Linked DNA regions of Ovis aries: region 1 is linked to region 2. The links are chromatin contacts, called in public Hi-C maps. All regions are on one chromosome and are shown on one strand. Each heading gives the region's core, a stretch centred on a gene start, on an enhancer-like site or on the middle of the called end of the contact. The rest is flanking DNA. Distances are from core to core; before and after follow the strand shown.

Region 1 (4,229 bases), core at 633-3,132, 230 kb before region 2:
CTCGTCTCGCCCCTCCCCAACTCCTCTCCTTCTCTTGAACCTACCCCAGTCAGGATTTTGACTCCTGCTCTTGGCTTTCCTCCTCCTTCACTAGCCCCTTTACATTGCCTTTGCTGGTTCTTCCTCTTCTCCTCATCTGCCTGATGCTGGAATGCCCTGCCTTTGGTCCTCATATAGCTATGAGGTATACATATTCTCTTGATGACCTCAACCATTCTCACAGCTTTCAGTATTGCATACAGGCTAAGGATGGTAAATTTATATCCCCCACCCAGAACTTTATTCCCAACTCCAGACTTGTATATTTAACTGGCTACTTAAAATTTCTTCTGAACTCAACTCCTGACATCCCCCTCCCCACCTGCTCCAGCCTCAGCTTTCCTCATCTTCATAGCAATGCCATTAACCCAGATGCTTATTCATCATGTGAGCCCTCACCGCAGACCCATCAGGTGATCCGACTTGATCCCTCTGCTCCCACTGCGTGGCCAGCTCACCATTACCCACCTGCTGGGGAACCTTAAGAGCCTCCTGACAAGGTCTTCCTGCTTGCATCCTTGCTCCCTACATCTATTCCCAACCTAGCAGCCAGAATGATTCTGTCAAAATATAAATCAGATTGGGTCATTTCTCTGCTCGAAACCCTGTACTGGCTCCCAGTGTGCCACAGCATGAATACAAAATCCTTATTTCGGTCTTCGGGGTCCTTTATGATTTGCTATCTCCCCATCAAGTCTCTGACCTTTCCTTTCCTTCTTCCACTATGATCCAGCCCCATGGTCCTCCTTGCTGTTCCAAGATGCCAGGCATGTTTTTGCTTTGTGGTCTTGCTCTGTTCCCTCTGCCTGGAATGCCCTTCCCTAGATGTCCCCAGGCTGCCTATTCCCATTACTCTGTTTAATACTGCACCCCACCCCGGCTCTGCCTTTTTTTTTTTTAAATTCCCATGGAATTTAACGTCTGCTGATACATACTGTATTACTTCTTATGCTTCTCACTACATCGCCCCTTCCCTTCTATGTGTGGACAGAGAGCTTTGTTATGTTCACTGATGTATGCAGAGTCCCCAGACAGATACTCAACAAATACCTGCTGAATATATGAGTTGTAAGGCTTAGAGACTAGGAACTCACTAAGGACTCGGTACCATTATTATCGAACAAGACATAGGCCCAAGCTTGGCCATAATGTTCACTTGAACCTGGCATTAGGAAGTCTAATGTCAAAAGTGTTTAGGAGCGACTGCAAGGTGGTGAGGGGCAGGTGTGGGCCTGATGGAGGGGCGAGAAGAGGGGAGGGAAAAACAATTTCGTTCTTCTCAACCCATCCCAGGTCTCCTCCCCCACTTTTATAAATCTTATCTGCAGAGGACACATTTATTCAACACATACTCTAGACCTCGAGCCGAGTAAAGAGGAGGCGGTCGTGTCCCAGTACCCTGATGAGCTCCTACTAATCCTTCGATAGCCCGCGGTACCCTCTGCCAGTGTAAAGGCTCACAAAACACGCCACGGCCTCAGGAAACCTCAGGTCACTGGAGCGGCAAGGAGGCGTCACAGAAGATTAACTTCATCTAGATCCGTGTAGCATTCCCCAGCAGGGAAGCGGGTCGAAGGTTCTCCAGGCAATGGGTACAGCGCGAAAGAAAGCGTACAGAGCCCACCTCATCCCCCAACATCCCTCCAGTGCAAACACACAGAGCCCCCACGCACACGGACACTCAACCAACCGTCCCCCTCTGGGTCCCCACACGGGCCCTTCAAAGAGTCTAGACCCGGGTACCACTCAGACCCGCCCCCGCCAGCCGAACGCCCAGCGCAGGAAAAGCCTCTCACCGCCGCCAAAGCGCCGCTCACCCGGCGCTCGGCGCCATATTGGCCCCGCCCCCTCCGGGAGCAGGTCCTGGCAGAGACCGAGAGCGGGTCCCTTGCCCCTTCCCCGAGCCGGAGTGAGCTCCCTAGTCTCAGAGCCTGAAATGATATAAAAACGGTGTCTCTATGCTTGCGTGTAAGGAGCACACTCTCTTGCTGTAATTACTTCAGTTTATTCTTTCACTATGCGGCGGCCAGGACCTGCGGGAGGCGCCACAAAACCAGGTGGGGAAGCCCAGAGCGCAGCGAGGCCCCGCCCTCTTTCGAGGCGGCACTGCGCGTGCGCCTCCCGTGCCAGGCTGGATTAATGTTGCCGCCGACCGCCTGGCGATTTAAAGGGCCCGCTGCCTGCTCGAAGTTGGTTTGAAAGCAAGGGGTGGTTAGCTGTGGACGGCACTTGGTCATGGGACCTGTGCGGTTGGGAACGTTGCTTTTCATTTTGACTGTGTACGGTGCTTGGGCTGGGACGCCGAAGGAGGAGGACGATGACACAGAACGCTTGCCCAGCAAATGCGAAGGTATCTAAAGGGAGTAGCCCCTATTCGCATCCTTCTGCCCTACCTCCTTCGTCTGGGCCAGACCAAATGGAACGTGATGGGTGGGTCACTCGACCTCCTTGAGGACCTGAGGAAGGTTCTGATGGAGCCTGGTGGAATTCGAATGGGGCCAACAGAGGGAACGCATAGCGCTACCCCCAAACTATGGCACTCCAATTCCCATGAGACATCCAGAAGGGGGGTGGGGGGGTTGCCTGCTTTTTCTTGCTGGTTTGGGCCCCAGTGGCTTGTGGGAATTGTAGTTCAGACTATCGGCCCGATCGCCCACTCCAGTCAGCATCTTCTCTGTGTGTGTGCGTGTGTTTCCCCCAAAGGACCAGAGCTAAATCTGAAGATCCTGCAGGAGTGAGCTGTCAGGCTCATTACCTTGTAGATATCCTCTGCTCCACCCCAGCAGAGACGCTCCCAAATTACAGGCCCTACGCCCTCCTGCGGGGGTTTGAGAGTGAATAAATCAGGCTTTGAAGCTCATAAAAGACAGAGGTGGCCAAACAACTGGGAGAGGTTCCGCATAACTGTGAGGCTTTGCAGAGCGTCTGCACTGTGTGGATTTTTCATCGAGCAGCATCTTCTGTAGCTGCATCTGTGGGACCAGCTGGGAGGGGGCACTTCAGAGCTGAGCCGCGGAGTGCCCTGGTTCCCTAGTTGGTTGCCTTCTTGGCTTTAATTTCTTCCTGGATTCTATTCCCCTTTGCCTTACTCCACCCTGCATTTCAGTATCAGTGTTCTTCATGACATGGTCCTAACCGCTCCTTTCCTTTCATTTGTGTTCTCACTCTTAACCTGCTACACCTGTCAAGTCTTTCTAAACACAGGCTCAGTTGAGTCCCTCCTTGCTTTAACACCTCTTCAGGCCTCCTGCTGTGATTAGACTCCACGTTTTTGGCACATCATTCAAGTCTCTTTCTTTCTTACAAGCCTCCATCTTTCTTACATTTCCATACCCTATCTCCCATCCCCAAAGTGCCCATGCTTCAGCCACACTGAACTTCTCAGTGGTCACTGAACCTGCCTGGTCCTCTTGCTCCTCTGTGCCATTGCACTTTGTTTTTGTCCTTTGCCTGGAATGATCCACACTCTTCTGTACTTGGTTCTTCAACATCCAATTTAAGTCACCACCTTTGGAAGCCTCCTTCCTTATCTGTCACCTCTCACTGTATTGGAGCGAAGGAGAGTACCTATATCTCCCCGGTCCTAGCATAGTGCCATAGGCATATGTGAGATACTTTTGTTACTTGCCCCTGTGGTGAGTTTGCTTGGCACTTCTGCGTAGGCCACTCCTTTTCTTGGGACCCACTGGTACTGGAAAGACAGTGGTAGAAGAGACACAGTGCTCATCCTTGAGGAGATCCCAGGCTAGTAGGAAGTCAGTGAATGACCATTGAGGGAATTTTGCATTTCCTAGTGAGATTAAGTCTCTTGGTTTTATCTCCGTCCCCTCCCCACCCCAGTGTAGGGTCCATTACAAAATATTGTCATCGTCTTTTTATCTGTCCCCAGTGACACTGGCACTGTCCTGTAGATAGGGGTCACGGGTCTGTTGCTCTCTGTATTGCTATTGTGTATCCAGAAGGAGCTCAATAAATAACTGCAGGAAACAGCAAACAGTTATGCAGTGCTCACCATCTTCCAGGCACTATTCTAGGGGCTTTACATAGATTGATTTAATCCTCACCACAGCCCTGTGATGGAGGCACTTCATTTTAGAGGTGAAGAAACAAGACCCAGCAGGATTGTCACCCAGCTACTAAGTGGCTGAGTCAGGATTCCAGCCTTACCAGTCTGGCCCCAGGGCCTGCAC
Region 2 (3,844 bases), core at 146-2,645:
AAAATATAACTCTCCAAAAAACAATAAATAAATAAGATAAAGACTATATTTTAACTCTCCTTTAAGCTGGAGTTTGATTTCTTTTTGTCTTAATGTCTAATGGTACGTAGATTTCTTCTCATTTTCATGCCTCCATCAATAAGTTTGTTCTTTCCACCTTCCTTCTCTCATGTGCGCTCAGCAAGCATGATTCTAAACTTTTAACAAGACAGAAGGAAAAAAACTGATCCCAGCTACCCTTATTACCCATACTAGGCTGCCTAACAAGACATTTGGGGCTTCCCTGGTGGCTCAGTGGTAAAGAACCCACCTGCCAATGCAGGTGAGGTGAGTTGATCCCAGGGTCGGGAAGATCCCCTGGAAATGGAAATGGCAACCCACTCCAGTATCCTTGCCGGGGAAATCCTGGCAGACTACAGTTCATGGGGTTGCAAAAGAGTCTGACACGACTTATCAATGAAACAAGACATTTACTGTCGTAACTACTTTAAGTAAAACCTTTTACGGAATCTTCAAATTAATGGTGACTAAAGCTTTAAGTTCAGAGAGTGCAAGGAAGCAGAGAGACATGGTCAATTATCACCAAGACAGACTCTTTAGTACCCTGATCTTGGTTCAGACCCTTTCTATCTAACCGCTGAAAAGCTTCCACAGGTGCCCGGAATAATGCCAACCTCAAACTAGCCATTCTGTGTTGCTTTCCAAGGGGCCATGCCCATGAACTCCCAGACCACTGCACCATTTCCCCTCACAGAGTGCTCAGATTTGGAACAATAAAAGGCCTAATCTCACTTTTCAAACCAGAGGGAAGAACTTGGAGACACCCACATTTTTCCTCTTTCCTCACCAATTCTCTCTTAAAAGCACAGCAATTCAGACCGGAGGTACCACAGAGCCAGAAGTCCATGACTCCTCTAAGGGTAAAACAGTGGCTCTCTAACCTCTCCTCACCATCAAGAAACACCCTCCATGAGACAATTTCCCCTCAGCTCCCCCTCCCCATTCCCACCCTCAACACGAGGAGACACCAGGATCCTCATTCTCGCTCAGCTCGACATCGCGCACCGTAATACTGACTTAGTTCTGGTTTTCTCTTTGGAGCAAGTCTGCGGCTAGAGATTCTGAGGAGAGGGATAAGAGCTAGCCATCACCCTGAGGAGAAAACTTTTCCTCAGGCGACAGGTGCCAAGACTGGCCAAGCCTAGAACCTTCAGGTGCAAGCGGAAAAACACCAACTACCTTCTGGTGCGTAGAGGCTCTAAGGGTGAGGAGCAGACAGAGTTACTGCAGCGACTCCACCAGCCGCGCGAACCTCCAACCAGTTTTCCCGCCAACAAGGATAGGCGCGAGGCCACTCGCAAGCTCCACCTCCTCCGGCGGCGTGCTCGCAGGGCTAATGCGCATGCGCAATTGGAGGCCGTTTCTGCCTTTGCGCAGCAGTCATCGCCGCCATCTTCCAACCGAATACCCTATAAAACTACAAATCCCATAATCCCCGTTGGCCTCGCTTTTTTTTTTTTAGGTGGCAGCCGTAGCGCCTGATGTTTCAAGACGCACATCTTCCTTTTACTGACTTCTTTCTCTGCCCCAGACTGCCTTTTCCGTCCTCTTTTCGTGCCCTCATTCGCATTCTTCTTAGTATCCTTCATCCCCTTATTTTGTTATTTTATTTGAGATCTATCCTTAACCCCATTCTCGCCTCTTCCACCCTTTTCTCAGCCACAGGACCCGCACCCCAAGCGCTGTTGGCAAGGAAATCAAGCCACCAAACAAACACCCAGTGGAAAGGCTGTCCAGTAGCTTCCTCCCCATAGGCTAAGGCAGGGAGCCCCCAAAGCGGACCGAAATCTCTTCCTCGCCCACATTCGTTTTTATATAAGGCGGCTCGGAGCCGCAGCGTGTGCTCGGGAAAGCCTGTGTACGGAGTGGGGGGCGGGGGGGGCGGCGGTGCTGGGTGTACTGCTATTGGCAGCTGTAGTGGGCGTCGGATAGCTTGTCTCCGGGCTGGGGGGGCTCGTGCGCTGGCGTCGGGTGGTGGGCGGAGGCATTGGTGCGGGAGGTGGGTGTGGAGGCGGAGAGGGCGTGGTGTCCCCAGGTGATCGCGATCGGGGAGCGAGAGAACGACTCGGCTGTTTAGGGGGAAGAGGAAGTTAAGACAACATCGCCTGTTTTAGTGCTTTTTTTTTCTTTTTCCAGTTCAGCAGAGACTGTTTTCCAGGGGGGGATGAGTTAAAATGATCTATCGTGTTATACTGAGAACAGTTCGTAGGAAGACGGTCAGTATGCTCCGCTCCTTCCCCTCCTCTCCTTTTTAGGTGCACCCCTCCGCTCCCTCGGAAGCCTTTCTAAATAGGTGGGCACCGGGGCGGGGGGGGGGGGGGGCAACTGGGTCATGAATAATTCATACGGACCGCCCCGCCCATTAGCCACGGCCCTCCGAATCGTGCTGACGCATGTTGCGTGTTCCAAACCCTAGGAAGTAACGTAACAGTCCCCGCCCCTAGCACGGAGGGCGGGGCGTCATCTCCAGCACGTGCTGCATCTACCCGCGCAAGCCCAAAAGGGTGTGCGCAGGCGCTGCTCGCTAGGGGGAGGAAGGAGGCGGGGTGGGGAGGTTGCTGGGTTTAGAGCCGGGCGGAGACCGCTGAGACTCATTCCTCAGGAACAAGGGTCGGGTGTCAAGGAGACCTTTTCACACCAGCTCCCCGTCCCCCGCCTACGGTGGGTGGGATCGCGCGGCAGAGACAAAAGGATATCAGTAGGGACGGACATAGCTGCGAAGGGAAGTAGGGTGTCAGTTTGGGGTGGTGGGCTTCTGCGGGTGGGGGGCGGGCTGAGAAGGGCTGTATTTAAACTCCCGGAGCCGTTAAGTTGGTTCGTACTCCGATGCGCGCGCAATCAGGGTGGTGGCGGAGTGCGCATGCGTGATTCCAGGGAGAGAGGAACGCGCCCCAGCCGTGCGCGCTCGCGCCGGAGCGGTAGTGGTAGAGGAGAAAGGGGTCGGCGCACGCGCGGTTGAGTCCTCGAGTTGTTCGGGTCTCGCGGGCATCTTGTTTTGGTCTCGCGGGCGAGTGGGGCGAGCTTTCCGGGGAGGTGCTTGGGCGCGAGACCAGGGGAGACGAGCAGCACTGCGCGCGCACTCGGGGAAGGAGGCGGGGGGAAGGGAGCGTGGTCTAGGAAGGGGGGTTAAGCCCCCGGTGCCCCCCTGGTTGCCCTCGACTGGAACGGAATAAGGGGAGGAAATGATCGAGATGGCGGCGGAGAAGGAGCCGTTTCTGGTGCCGGCCCCACCGCCGCCGCTCAAAGATGAGTCGGGCGGAGGGGGCGGCCCCACGGTGCAACCGCACCGAGAGGCCGCCTCCGGGGAGCTCCGCGGCGGGACGCAGCGTGCGCCGGGCCCGCGCGCTCACTCGGCGGGATCCCCGGCCTCTATGGCCGGCAAGGAGAGCCCCGGGGCTGCATCCACCCCTCGAGGCGGTCAGTCGCAGCAGCAGCAACGAGGGGGCGGCCCCCAGGCGCAGTCACTCGGGGAGGCCTGCTTGTCGGATCCGCACGGGCGAGCCGCTCCCCCGGACGTGGGGGAGGAGCGACGGGGAGGAGGCGGAACAGAACTGGGCCCCCCTGCTCCTCCTCGACCCCGGAATGGCTATCAGCCCCACCGGCCCCCAGGGGGAGGTGGGGGCAAGAGGAGAAATAGCTGTCATGTAGGGGGAGGTGGTGGAGGCTTCAAACATCCGGCCTTCAAGAGACGCAGGCGGGTTAATTCGGACTGTGACTCTGTCTTACCCTCCAACTTCCTCCTCGGGGGCAATATCTTTGATCCCCTGAACCTGAATAGTCTCCT

Evidence for each region. Hi-C and Micro-C count contacts between places; a contact is called where the count stands out from the background.
Region 1: a Hi-C map of liver shows a contact between it and region 2, with 3 times the contacts expected there. The contact joins the promoter of TAF6 here to the promoter of ZCWPW1 in region 2. A contact is called at or near these places in 4 of 16 Hi-C or Micro-C datasets (hypothalamus, liver, skin fibroblasts and 1 more).

The regions. Positions count from the first base shown.
Region 1 is chr24:36,773,081-36,777,309 of ARS-UI_Ramb_v3.0, reverse strand. TAF6 (TATA-box binding protein associated factor 6) reads right to left here and starts at 1,882. Exons shown (of 15, transcript XM_027961724.2): 1 at 1,836-1,882. It overlaps CNPY4 (canopy FGF signaling regulator 4), which reads left to right and starts at 2,206. Exons shown (of 6, transcript XM_004021025.5): 1 at 2,206-2,389. The coding sequence starts at 2,275.
Region 2 is chr24:36,543,858-36,547,701 of ARS-UI_Ramb_v3.0, reverse strand. ZCWPW1 (zinc finger CW-type and PWWP domain containing 1) reads right to left here and starts at 1,395. Exons shown (of 17, transcript XM_015104236.4): 1 at 1,240-1,395. MEPCE (methylphosphate capping enzyme) reads left to right here and starts at 2,654. Exons shown (of 4, transcript XM_004021019.4): 1 at 2,654-3,844. The coding sequence starts at 3,243.